2 separate regions of the Mus musculus genome follow, and region 2 is linked to region 1. A link is a contact called in public promoter capture Hi-C data. All regions are on one chromosome and are shown on one strand. Each heading gives the region's core, a stretch centred on a gene start, on an enhancer-like site or on the middle of the called end of the contact. The rest is flanking DNA. Distances are from core to core; before and after follow the strand shown.

What was found. Promoter capture Hi-C pulls out the DNA fragments that hold promoters and counts their contacts.
Region 2: a contact with region 1 is called in a promoter capture Hi-C map of hematopoietic stem and progenitor cells, with 2.3 times the contacts expected there. The contact joins the promoter of Ush1g here to the enhancer-like site in region 1. A contact is called at or near these places in 4 of 39 promoter capture datasets (3T3-L1-derived adipocytes, cranial neural crest, hematopoietic stem and progenitor cells and 1 more), 2 of 115 datasets of contacts at active chromatin or transcription factors (the HPC-7 cell line and embryonic stem cells) and 1 of 9 other capture datasets (adipose tissue).

The regions. Positions count from the first base shown.
Region 1 is chr11:115,229,378-115,234,726 of GRCm38.p6, reverse strand. The region is part of intron 9 of Tmem104 (transmembrane protein 104); the gene reads right to left. Among named protein-coding and RNA genes, the nearest start is that of Grin2c, 35 kb to the left of the region's middle. Within about 2 kb of position 3,011, at least 112 of the 459 cell types and tissues checked have an H3K27ac peak or open chromatin away from gene starts, as enhancers often do. A contact at or near this core is called in the HPC-7 cell line and hematopoietic stem and progenitor cells, where this site is marked.
Region 2 is chr11:115,318,958-115,324,306 of GRCm38.p6, reverse strand. Ush1g (USH1 protein network component sans) reads left to right here and starts at 2,389. Exons shown (of 3, transcript NM_176847.3): 1 at 2,389-2,614; 2 at 5,105-5,349. The coding sequence starts at 2,451. It overlaps Otop2 (otopetrin 2), which reads right to left and starts at 1,777. Exons shown (of 8, transcript NM_001362400.1): 1 at 1,686-1,777; 2 at 1,206-1,382; 3 at 576-921. The coding sequence starts at 888.

The DNA of each region.
Region 1 (5,349 bases), core at 1,762-4,261:
ATGCCCCTGGCCTGAAGGAGCATTTGTTCTGGGGCTGCAGGGCTGTGGCTCTGTAGGCAGTGACCATGAGGGACAACCCTGTGCAGAGACTATGTTCATGATCACCTTCCCTCTGCTGACCACAGGGGCCGTCCCTTGCCTTGGAATGTCTAGGTAGCTGTCCCGCCAACCTCCTGGGTGGATCGGCGGTTCTGGTCTGGTGGGTAGACCTGCATGTGGCTGAGATAGGCGGATCAGAGCTGCGGACAAGCGGAGCTGCCGAGAGGGGAGCCCAGCATAGTGTTCTGCTTGGTCTTGACTGATGCTGGCTGATGGTGCAATTGTCAGCCTATGGCCGGCTCTTCTCTAGGAAAGGCTAATGACGTGTCTGCTTCATCCCGATGGTCTGTCTACAGAGACCCCAAGTTCCTCTCTACACACTGACCTCTGCATGTACAAGGGTATCCAGATAAACCAGCCTACAAGATGCAGACCGCCACGGCTCGTGTGGTCCTCTCTACTTGTGGAGTAGCCACAGAGACTCCTGAAGCGTGGCCATGGGGCAGGACAGTATTAGCAAGCGGGGCTGGCTGGCCGCATGCAGATGGGGACTCCTGGGGAGCAGCAGCTGAGGAGCAGGACAGGACTCAAAGGCCGCCTGGCAACAGCGAGTGGAGACAGATGGCCCAGGCTTACAAGACCCCTGACTGCTGGCTGCTGCGACAGATCAGAGCAGCCTCACTAGGAGACTCTTGCCCCTGGGACTACCCCAGACCTGGAGACGGTGGAAACTAAAAAGCCCTCCTGTTCCCAGGTGAAGGTCTCTTCTTGGGCACCTGTGGCCTTGTTTGCCATCTCTGCTTAGTTGCACCCTGCCTGCTGGCTTAGAAAACAAATCTGGGGCACTTGTAGGGGGTAGGGTGGGAGAGCAGGGCTGCGCAACTTCCCCAGGCAGAACAGGCCGTGCTCCTCTATGGATGCCTGGCGAGGACGAGGACCGTGCCTGACCCACTTTGAGGGGAGCGTGGAGCTGGAGAGCAGGAGGTGTCAGTTCTGAATACACAAACAGGGGAGGAAGTCCTATGGGTCCATGGCAGCCCAGAGGAGGGCGGTGGTGCTCCACAGCAGCCTTTATTAGAAAGAATTGCCTTTTTAATAACACCGCTGGGGTGCTCTGAGCTGAGCCAGCTGTTGGTGAGCCGAAGTGGGAGGCATCTGTGCGTGGCACAGCTGGGAGGGTGGGTGGGTAATGGGATTGAAGTAATAATTCCATTGTGGCCCCTTCTAGCCTGAGAGCTCCCTCAGGGCAGCCAGCAGGATAGGGAAGGAGCCACCAACAGGTCTAAGTCTTGTTGCTTGGGGCTCAGGATTGAAGCCTGGTTGCTAGACCTGCTCTGGCTGACTCGTGTCCCTGGGCCACCTGATGCTCACTGACAGCTGAGACTAAAGATAATCCCCCGTGCCCCAACAACAAGAACGAGTCTGCTCATCTCTCTCTGGTGGGAGTGGGGTACAGGCTGGAGCGCAGGGTCCCCAGATGGGTGTGTGGCGAGGGGGTAGAAGAGATTGCTGTGCTGATCCTGGGCACAGCAGTTTGTTTTTGAACATGGCTGAGGTAACGTCCCTGACCTCACAGCCAGTCCCAAGGGAGGTTCATTCTGGGACAGCTGGCAATAAGGGTGATGCCCCTGCCTCAGTGCTGAGCAGGTGCTAAGCATAGCTCTAAGGAGCACCTTCTACTCAGCCTCACTGTATCCTTCACAGTCTCTCAAGGAAACTCTTCCTTGCCACAGCACAGAAGCAGGCGGCAGAGGACAGAAGCCTGGTCTGTGCTCAGTGGGCCACCTTAGGGACAGTCTGTGATGGCTACCTAGGAGAGCCAACTGGAAGACCAGAGGCTGGCAGGGAGGTGTATGCTGGCCTGGAGGATGCCCTCCCTTACTGGACAGTAGAGTCTTCCTGTCCTGGTGAACTCAGAGGCATTTACTACCTAAGTGCCCTCAGGGCTGAAGTAATGGCTCAGCTGTTAAGGGCACTTACTACTGAGGAGCCAGGTTTGCTTCCCAGCATCCACATGGCTGATAACAACTGTCTGTAACTCCAGTCCCAGAGGATCTGATGGTTTTCTCATACCCTCTGGAGCCAGGCCCTTACATGGTGCACATACATACACACGCAGGCAAAACAGCCACACACGTTAAAAACAGACAAATCAGAGCTCTCCTCAAATCAGCCAGTATGGCATAAGCAACGAATCCACGGTGGTATTTGTCACCTATATCTTGACATTTCCCTGGACAACTGGCTATTTGTAAAGGCCACCTAAGCCTTCAAGGAGACCTAGGCCACTATTGAAGTGAGGGGAGGGTAGAAGAAAAGTCCTCAGAGAGATCTACCTGAGGCTCCCGGGCACAACTCTGGGGGCCCAAGATCAACCCCGGCTTCATCTCAACAGATGGCAGAACAAATTCCTAATTAAGCGCAAGAAACCTTCCGGCTCAGCACAGTTATTCACGATTTTCCGGTCCCTTTGGTGCCCATTCTTTCTCCTGTCTTCTGGAACCTGGGCCAGCTTACTGCCTCCCAGAGCTCCCTGCTCAGCTCTTGAAAAGGAACAGCCCTCATTTGGGGAGAGGGGAGAGAGGGAGTGGGTGATGGCCAAGTGTGGGAAGGAGGGAGGGGAGGCCGGCCTTGTGGGGCCGCACCAACGCAGCTGCTTCTCACAGACATCTTGGCAGAGGCTCCCGAGGACCTCTGAGATCACTGCCTGAAGGGAGTTCTAGAAAAACCCCAGGGGAGAGACTCCCTTACTGTGGCCTGGGCTTGGTTTGGTAGACTGAGGTCCCTGCTGTTTGGTGTGGCTTTGGGGACTTCTGGGGGATTCTGTTGCCTGGTTCTCCTCAGAGCAAGACCTGGGGTTAGGTGAAGGAAAATGCCCGCTCTTGCTTCTCGCTCTCGCTGAGAAGAGCCACCCTGGCGGCACTTCCTCTGCCCCAGCTGGGAGCTTAACCACGCTCACTGTGGTTTAGCTACTTAACAGCAATTTTCCTTTTCCTGGGCGGCTCTGTCACTGGGAGGCCCAGTCTTCTAAGTTCAAAGGTCTGACTGAGTCTCTCATGGAGAAAAATGACTGCCTTGTGCTCTGTCACCCACAGCAGTGTGCCTGAGAGACTCCCGGCATTTGAGTCCAAGGGTCTCCGTGAAGGCAGTGAAGACAGCCGAAGTGTCGAAGTGTCGCTAGCAAGAGACAAGTGTGGGATCCTTTCTAGCTGCTCTCTGCTCAGGCGCCCATGGAGGTCACAGACCCTCAGGACCACTGCCTCCTGCCCCGCAGCACTCAGGAGATGCTAGGAGGCCCCAGGAGGCCCAGGGTAGACCTGGAGCTTTTCTGCCCTGTAGGAGGCAGGATAGCAGTTCCCATGGAGGAATAGCAGCTTTGAGACAGGAACTCAAATATTATATACCTGGTGCCGGCCTTGAGTCTTTTCTTTCTTCTTTCTTTTCTCTCTCTTTCTTTCTTTCTTTCTTTCTTTCTTTCTTTCTTTCTTTCTTTCTTTCTTTCTTTCTTTCTTTCTTTCTTTCCTTCCTTCCTTCCTTCCTTCCTTCTTTCTTTCTTTCTCTCTCTCTCTCTTCCTCCCTTCCTTTTTTTCTTTCTCTCTCTCTCTTTTTTTTGAGATAGGGTTTCTCTGTGTAGCTCTGTTGTCCCAGAACTCACTCTGTAGACCAGGCTGGCCTTGAACTGAGAGAGATCTAGCCCCCTGTCCCCTGCCTCTGCCTCCCAAGTGCTGAGATTAAAGGCATGTGTCACCACTGCCTACCCTTACTTAGTTTCTTTAATATTTATTCCTGAAGTTTTAGTTGTCTGTCTGTCTGCATGTGGGTACATACACGTACATGCAGGTAGGTGCCAGTGGGGCGGAGGCATTAGATCCCCCTGGAGCTGGAGTTACAGGAGGTTGTAAGCCACCCCCAGATGCTGAGAACGTGTAACATGTAACGTGTACTCTCGCCTGTCCCTGTGAATGTTGGCAGCAAGTTAGATACTGAAGCTCTGGCTTCATCTGCTGCCCAGTGCTTGTTTACTGCTGCATAGACCCCGAGTTTCTGGAGATCCTGTCTTTTGCTCCCAATTTCCCATAAGAACTGAGATGCCAGACCTCTGTGCTACTGTGCCCAGCTTTTACGTGGGTTGGGGGGGGGGCCCAAGTGAGGCTATCAGGCTCGTACAGAGAGTGGTTTATACCCACTGCGCCATCTCCCTAACACAGCCAGTGTCTGTCCCGATGCAGGGGAGGGTAGAGCGGAGGGAAGCAAAGGTGGGCTGGTTTGGTGGGATGAGGAGCTCTGCTGGAATCCTCATGCTGTGATCCTCTGTCCTCACCCAGTTCTAGTTCTCACAGGAACATTTATTTACTCTAAGCTCTTCCCTCCCTCGCAGGCTCGCTCTCCTTCCTCAGCCTCCTTCCTCTCTCTCTGAGACTGGGTCTGATGAGTTCAAGCTCCCTTTCCTATGTAGTCAAGGCTGGCCTTGAACTCCTGACCCCCCCAGCCTCCTCCTCCCAAGTGTGTGGCTTATAAATGTGTGCCACTACACTGGGCCCCAAGCTGCTCTCTTTAGATGGAAACTTTGTTAAAAATAATATAGAAGTTCAACTGTCACTATCAGGGCTGTTGTCTCTTATGGACTCCATCAATCTGGCCAAAGCATGTGCCACAGGCCCCCACTCCCTCCTGCCCATCATCCCAGCATGACAAGACATGAGAAGGGGCTCAGCTTCAGGCCAGAGCTTAGAGAACCCTTCCCAGGCCAAGGACAGGCAAGTACCAGCAGGACAGGGGCCAGGCTTGCAGACCCAGCCGCAGGGAGTGAAAAGTACTGGGCAGGAGAGATAGGTAGGTAGGGGCAGAGAACATCCTTCTCCAAACCCCGCCCACAAAAACATCAGCACCCTGGCTGGAGCTCTCACATGTCACATGAGACAAGATATAAGAGACTTGGAACCGACTGTGTTTTGACCCCTGTCAACCCTGACTGCTAGGCAACAAGCCCTCCAGGGCTCCGGGATTAGAGAGGTGCTGGGGGCTGGCCCACGACCAATTTGCTTTAGCTGGGGCAGGGCAGGCTATTTGAGAGGACGACCTGCCTTCCCACCGTGGCAGTCAGGGGCTAGGAGAAGCTTGGCATTGTTCCTGACACTGTTAGTGTGAATGCCCTTAGCAGAAGCATCACCCTGCTGGGGCACGACATGGAATCAGCAGCAGCCTGCAGCCCTGGTCCTGATGCGGGTTAAGGAGGACAGCTAGGAAGAAGGAACCCAACTCAACCTTCTCAGGGAACTCTGTGCCAGGGAGTGGGGTGGAGGCTCCCAC
Region 2 (5,349 bases), core at 1,140-3,639, 90 kb before region 1:
TAAATGAACAGGTTGGGTGGGTGGATGGCTGGAGATGAAAGAATGAAAAGATGATTAGATGGATAGACAAATGAATGGACTGAGAGACCACTGGGTGGATGGATGAGAGAGAGCATAAACAGGTGGGTGGGTGGATGGATGGATGAATGGGGGACAGATAAACGGATGATGAGTGGGTAAGTGGGCAAATGGAAGGGCTGAAAGATGAGTAGGTGGGTGGGACATGGTGCAGGATTGACTGGGAAAGACATCCTATGTGCCCCCCCCCCTGTACAGGTAAGGGCAAGGCCTCTAGACAGACCTTGCCAGCTGCTATTGTCTTCTGCTTTTCCCCTCACAAAGGCTCTCTCTATGATTATCTCTCCAATCTTTACACAAGGCAATGAAGCTCCTTCCACCGGCCTTTAACCCCTAGGACCTCCTCCCGCAGGAAGCCCTCCGCCATGTTTGCTCTTCCTTCCCAGGGCACTGCACACCTGACTACCCCAAAGTCACACCCTGCAGGTCCTCCACGAGTCCCAGACTGCAGCTCCCCAGCGTGTCCACCCCACTCTCGTCCCTATCTCCCAGGGCACCTCGGAGCCAGATGGGACCAGCATGAGCATCCCGGTAAGGCACCGCGTCTGGACAGCGAGCGGTGCGGAGGAGGTAGAAGACTATCCATAGCGCGGCCAGCAGCATCATGGTGGTGAGCAGAGCGAACACGTCCGTGTCATACACCGCCACCTTGTTGAAGGCACCGCCGCTGATGAGCGTGCAGGCGAGCAGCAGCACGTTGACAGCCAACAGCACCGACAGCAGGCGGCCGCCCTTTTTCCACACCTCACGGGGGCTGGCCCGAGGCCCCGGCAGGCTCTCATTGGGATGCGGGACCAGTTCCTCCGACATGGTGGGGGCGACTGGAGGAGGTTGAAGGGATCACTGCGAGGTCCGAAGTCGGGGCGGGGGGGGGGCAAGGACAGGATTCTAAGTCAACTCAGGGGGCTCTCCTTTCCTCCCATGTGATCCCTGGATTTGGGGACCCCGGAATGTGGGGACTAAGGGTGCTGGACCAAGCACTGGGGAAAACGAGAAAATCTGAAAGCTGTACCTTCCCTACCTGGCCTGGAAATATTGTACAGAGAGAAGAAGAAGCGGCCCTAGGCTGAATCCTTTACAAAGTCCCACTCCCCAAATCTGACAGTCCCCTGGCCAGGGACACGCACCTGGCTGCACCGGGAGCCGACACCAAGTTGGGGGTCAAGGGGCAGCAAGCGTCTCCTCTCTCCCACGCCGGGCTGGACCGGTGCTTTATACCGGAGAGGGCAGAGTGATTTACAGCCACAAGAGTTCGGCTCCATAAACCTCTCAGTCCCACTCACATGATCCATCTTTTCTCCGAGCTGAATTTAGGGAAGCCAGATAAGGTGAGATTTATATTTACCTGTTAAGATTCCCTTACCCTGTCGCGCTGGTGCTGCCAGGGTTCGGGCACGGCCCCATATTGCCGTACACAGAGGGTCCTCTGCCCCCCAGCGCCCACTGTAACCTGGTGCTCAGAGATCACACCCACCCAAAGACTGCAGAGCTGACCCCCACCCCCGTTGCCCGCTTGCACCTAGACTCCGTCGCAGCTCAGGAACTGGACGGAATTTTGGATCTTGCTTGCTGTCCCGAGATCGGGACAACAGTTCCTCTTTTCCCACCTGCCCTCAGAGTGATCCGAATTCGGTCTTCCTGTATCCCTACTACTGCTGCCCAGAGATGCTGGTTGGATGCTGCAAAGTCTGGTTCCCACGCGGTGCCCTCAATCGGGCTGCAGTCGTCTAGCGCCCCCTGCTGGAGAACTGTTGTTTGACACCCCCCCCCCCCCCACGAGTGTAGGCTGACCGCAGGACTGCTGCGCCCTGCTTGCGGATGAAGGTCTTGCGGTGGGTCCTCCTGCTCCTCTGGACCCACTGTCCTCCAGATCAGAATTGCCTCTCCATCCCACCCTCACACATTATTCGTCAGCTTTTCACCTGTCCTTTTGACTGGTGAAGAAATCAGGGAACCCAGCACCCGGAGTTCTGTCTAGGCCGTATTAAATGTCCCTATATTGGGCTTCAAGGGCTGCAACGCCAGAGTGGGCGCTTTTGGAGCGAGAGAACTGAATTTCACTTGAGTCACGTCTGTGTGCTGAAGAGCATGGCGTTTAGGACCCAGGGGAAGCTCCTGGGCGGCTCCCTGGGCAGTGAGAGATTTCCCCCCTCCCTTCCCCGGTGTGCAGCTCAGATGTCCCGGTAGTCTGTAGTCGTCTGTAGTCGCGGCTCTGGCGCTCCGCATCCACCATCTGCGGCAGCAGGGGCAGGCGGCCCAGGCCCCAGCCCAGCCCCTTCCCTCAACCTCATGCCTCAGCCCTAACCCGGCAGTCCTCCCCGTCCGGGGACAATTCTCGGTGCCCCTTGCCCGTCCCGTCCAACTTGGGCGCCATGAATGACCAGTATCACCGGGCCGCCAGGGATGGCTATCTGGAACTCCTCAAGGAGGCCACCCGGAAGGAGCTGAATGCCCCTGACGAGGATGGCATGACCCCGACTCTCTGGGCTGCCTACCATGGCAACCTGGAGTCTCTGCGCCTCATTGTGAGCCGCGGGTGAGTATGCCCTCTGCCTAGCCAGGAAAACCAGGAAGAACTTCCTGGAACCCGGTGTCCCAAACCTCATGGCATCACTTACCCTCTTGCCTGAGCTGCCCTTTCCCCCTACGGACAGACCCTAAGGTGGGGCCGTGCAGCCTGCTGTACTTAGAGAGACACAGGTGGAAGGGACATAAACTGAGCTTGTGACAGTTGTGGACTGGATGCAGGGATTAGAGGAGAGGAACTTCGATTTGGGGATCGGACCCATGATTATGGGATGGGGGCTGCAGAGGTATTCAAAAATCAGACACTTTGGGGGGGGGAGGGTGCCTGGAAGCAAGAGTGAAAGGTAGGTGGGAACCAGAGAGAAGGCTGGGAAATCTCCAGGGGCCTTGAACTGGGGAGGCCAGGAAGGAAAGACCTTCGCTGCCTACTTCCCAGTCTAGCAGCCAGAAAGGCTGTCCCTACAACTCCGCTAGCTCCCACGGACCGGGCTTCACCCTGACCTGTGCCTTCCTATCACTCTTCTGGGGTTTACAGGCACTGTCCACACTACCAAATGTCACTGGTTCCGCCACTGATTAACTCTCTGTATCCCTCCCCCTCTGCAGGACTCAGGAGTGGGGAACTGTAGTGTGTAGAAAGGACATCTGCCCTCCACCCCATCCTCTCTCTGGCGTTGTCCTGGGAGGGAGGGTGGGCACAGAGTCCAGGGGTCTGGAGGAGGAGTCAGGCAACGTAGATTCAGGGTCACTAAAGTGGTTTGGGGTGGGGGAAGGGGACTAAATCACATTACTGGAAATATCCTACCCACCAACAGTTTAGTAGGACTGGTGTGGCCTAGACAGGAAAAGGATGTCTCAAGAGGTCTCATGTGAACGTCTCAGGCTCTATCTAGGGGTCAAGGTCAGAGGCAGGGATTGTGCTGATCATGGAATTGGAGGGGACCCTGGATATGTAGGGACATGGTCCCCTCTTCTTCTGTGTCTGCTCCTTCGGTCTAGCAGCATGTGGGGACAGTGTGGAATGGTACAGCTGAGACAGAGCCCTACTCCAGGAGGGCAAACACTGCTACTATATCCCCTGCCCCTTCCATCATAGAGGCTCATGGGAGTCTCGTGCAGGAGCAAGGAGGGAGGTATGGAAGGAAAGAGAGCTGTCCAAAGCTCTGAGGTTCTAGAGACTTGGTAATCAGAGGGGGAAGCTGCGGGGAGGGGCGGTGTTGAGATAAGGGAGTGATTCTTCCCCCAGACCTGAGCTGGCCTTGTGGCCTCATTGGTGTGGGGCAGGGCCCCGTGCTAAACCCCGAGAGAGGCAAGATTCCCACGGAAGCCAGCAGAGTTGGGTGGGCTGGAGTCAGATGTGGAGGGCATTAGAGAGGGAGGGGGCAAAGCTCCGTAGGGCAGCCTGAACTAGGGAGAGCAGCGTGGCCAGGTCGCCGCCCTCTTCCTCTCTAGTTCTGGCTGTCCCCACAGTCCCCTTCTGGCTCAGGCCAAGACCCGACACCTGCTCTAACACTGGCATTGCCAGGCCTGGCCCCGCTCCCTGCAGACATGGCGGTGCCCACTGTGTACCAGCGCGCACCCTCTCACGTTCTCCCAGGCTTAAGCCTAACGTACACACACACACACCACCCTCTAGTTCTCTGACACAGTCACCCTGTAACATGTGGCTTCACAGGCCACCGCACCTGCCTAGAGACCCAGACTCAGGCCTGGCCCACCACCACTCTGGGCCAGCTCCCCGCAGGGCCCATGAATAATTCACTCCTTTCTCTCAGCGCATCAAATATTTATCCCCTGAGATTCCCAGCCTCAGTTCTCTAGGGGAAGGCCCGCCCCACCCCGCCTCCTAGGTAGCCCCGCCCCTTTGTGGGTTAGCTCTCTCAGTCTTTCTGTCTCTCTGTCTCTCTGTCTCTCTGTCTCTCTCTCTCTCTCTCTCTCTCTCTCTCTCTCTCTCTCTCTCTCTCTCTCTCACACACACACACACACACAGAGTTTTTGGTAATCCTGAAGCATCTGTTGACTCAAGCCTGCTGGTCTGGAAATCTAGGTCTCAGCCCCATGGGTTTATTTTAGGGTAGTGGTTTTCAATCTTCCTAACGCTACGACCCTTTAAATGCTAAGACTCTTTAATACAGTTTCCCCATGTTGATCACCAACCATAAAATTATTTTGTTGTTACTTCATAACTAATTTTGCTACTGTTATGAATCATAATGTAAAATATGAGATACAGGGTCATGATCCATAGGTTAAGAACTTCCGCTTTAGTGGCTGCTACATTCCAGGTCCAGGGGTTTGCCTTCTTTTCCTTCTTCTCCTCCTTCTCCTTCTTCTCCTTCTCTTTCTCCTTCTCCTCCTTCTCCTTCTCCTTCCCCTTCTTCATCTCCTCCTCCTTCTCCTCCTTCTCCCCCTCCCCCTCCCCTCCACAATATTCCAATTAGACCCCAGGTCTGGCTTGCTAAAGGGACTCATCCTACCTTTCCATCTGCTGTCCCTACAGGGGTGACCCGGATAAGTGTGACATCTGGGGAAACACACCCTTGCATCTGGCAGCTTCCAATGGTCACCTGCACTGCCTGTCCTTCCTCGTCTCCTTCGGGGCCAACATCTGGTGCCTGGACAATGACTACCACACGCCACTGGACATGGCCGCTATGAAGGGCCACATGGAGTGCGTACGCTATCTGGATTCCATCGCGGCCAAGCAGAGCAGCCTCAACCCCAAGCTGGTGGGCAAGCTGAAGG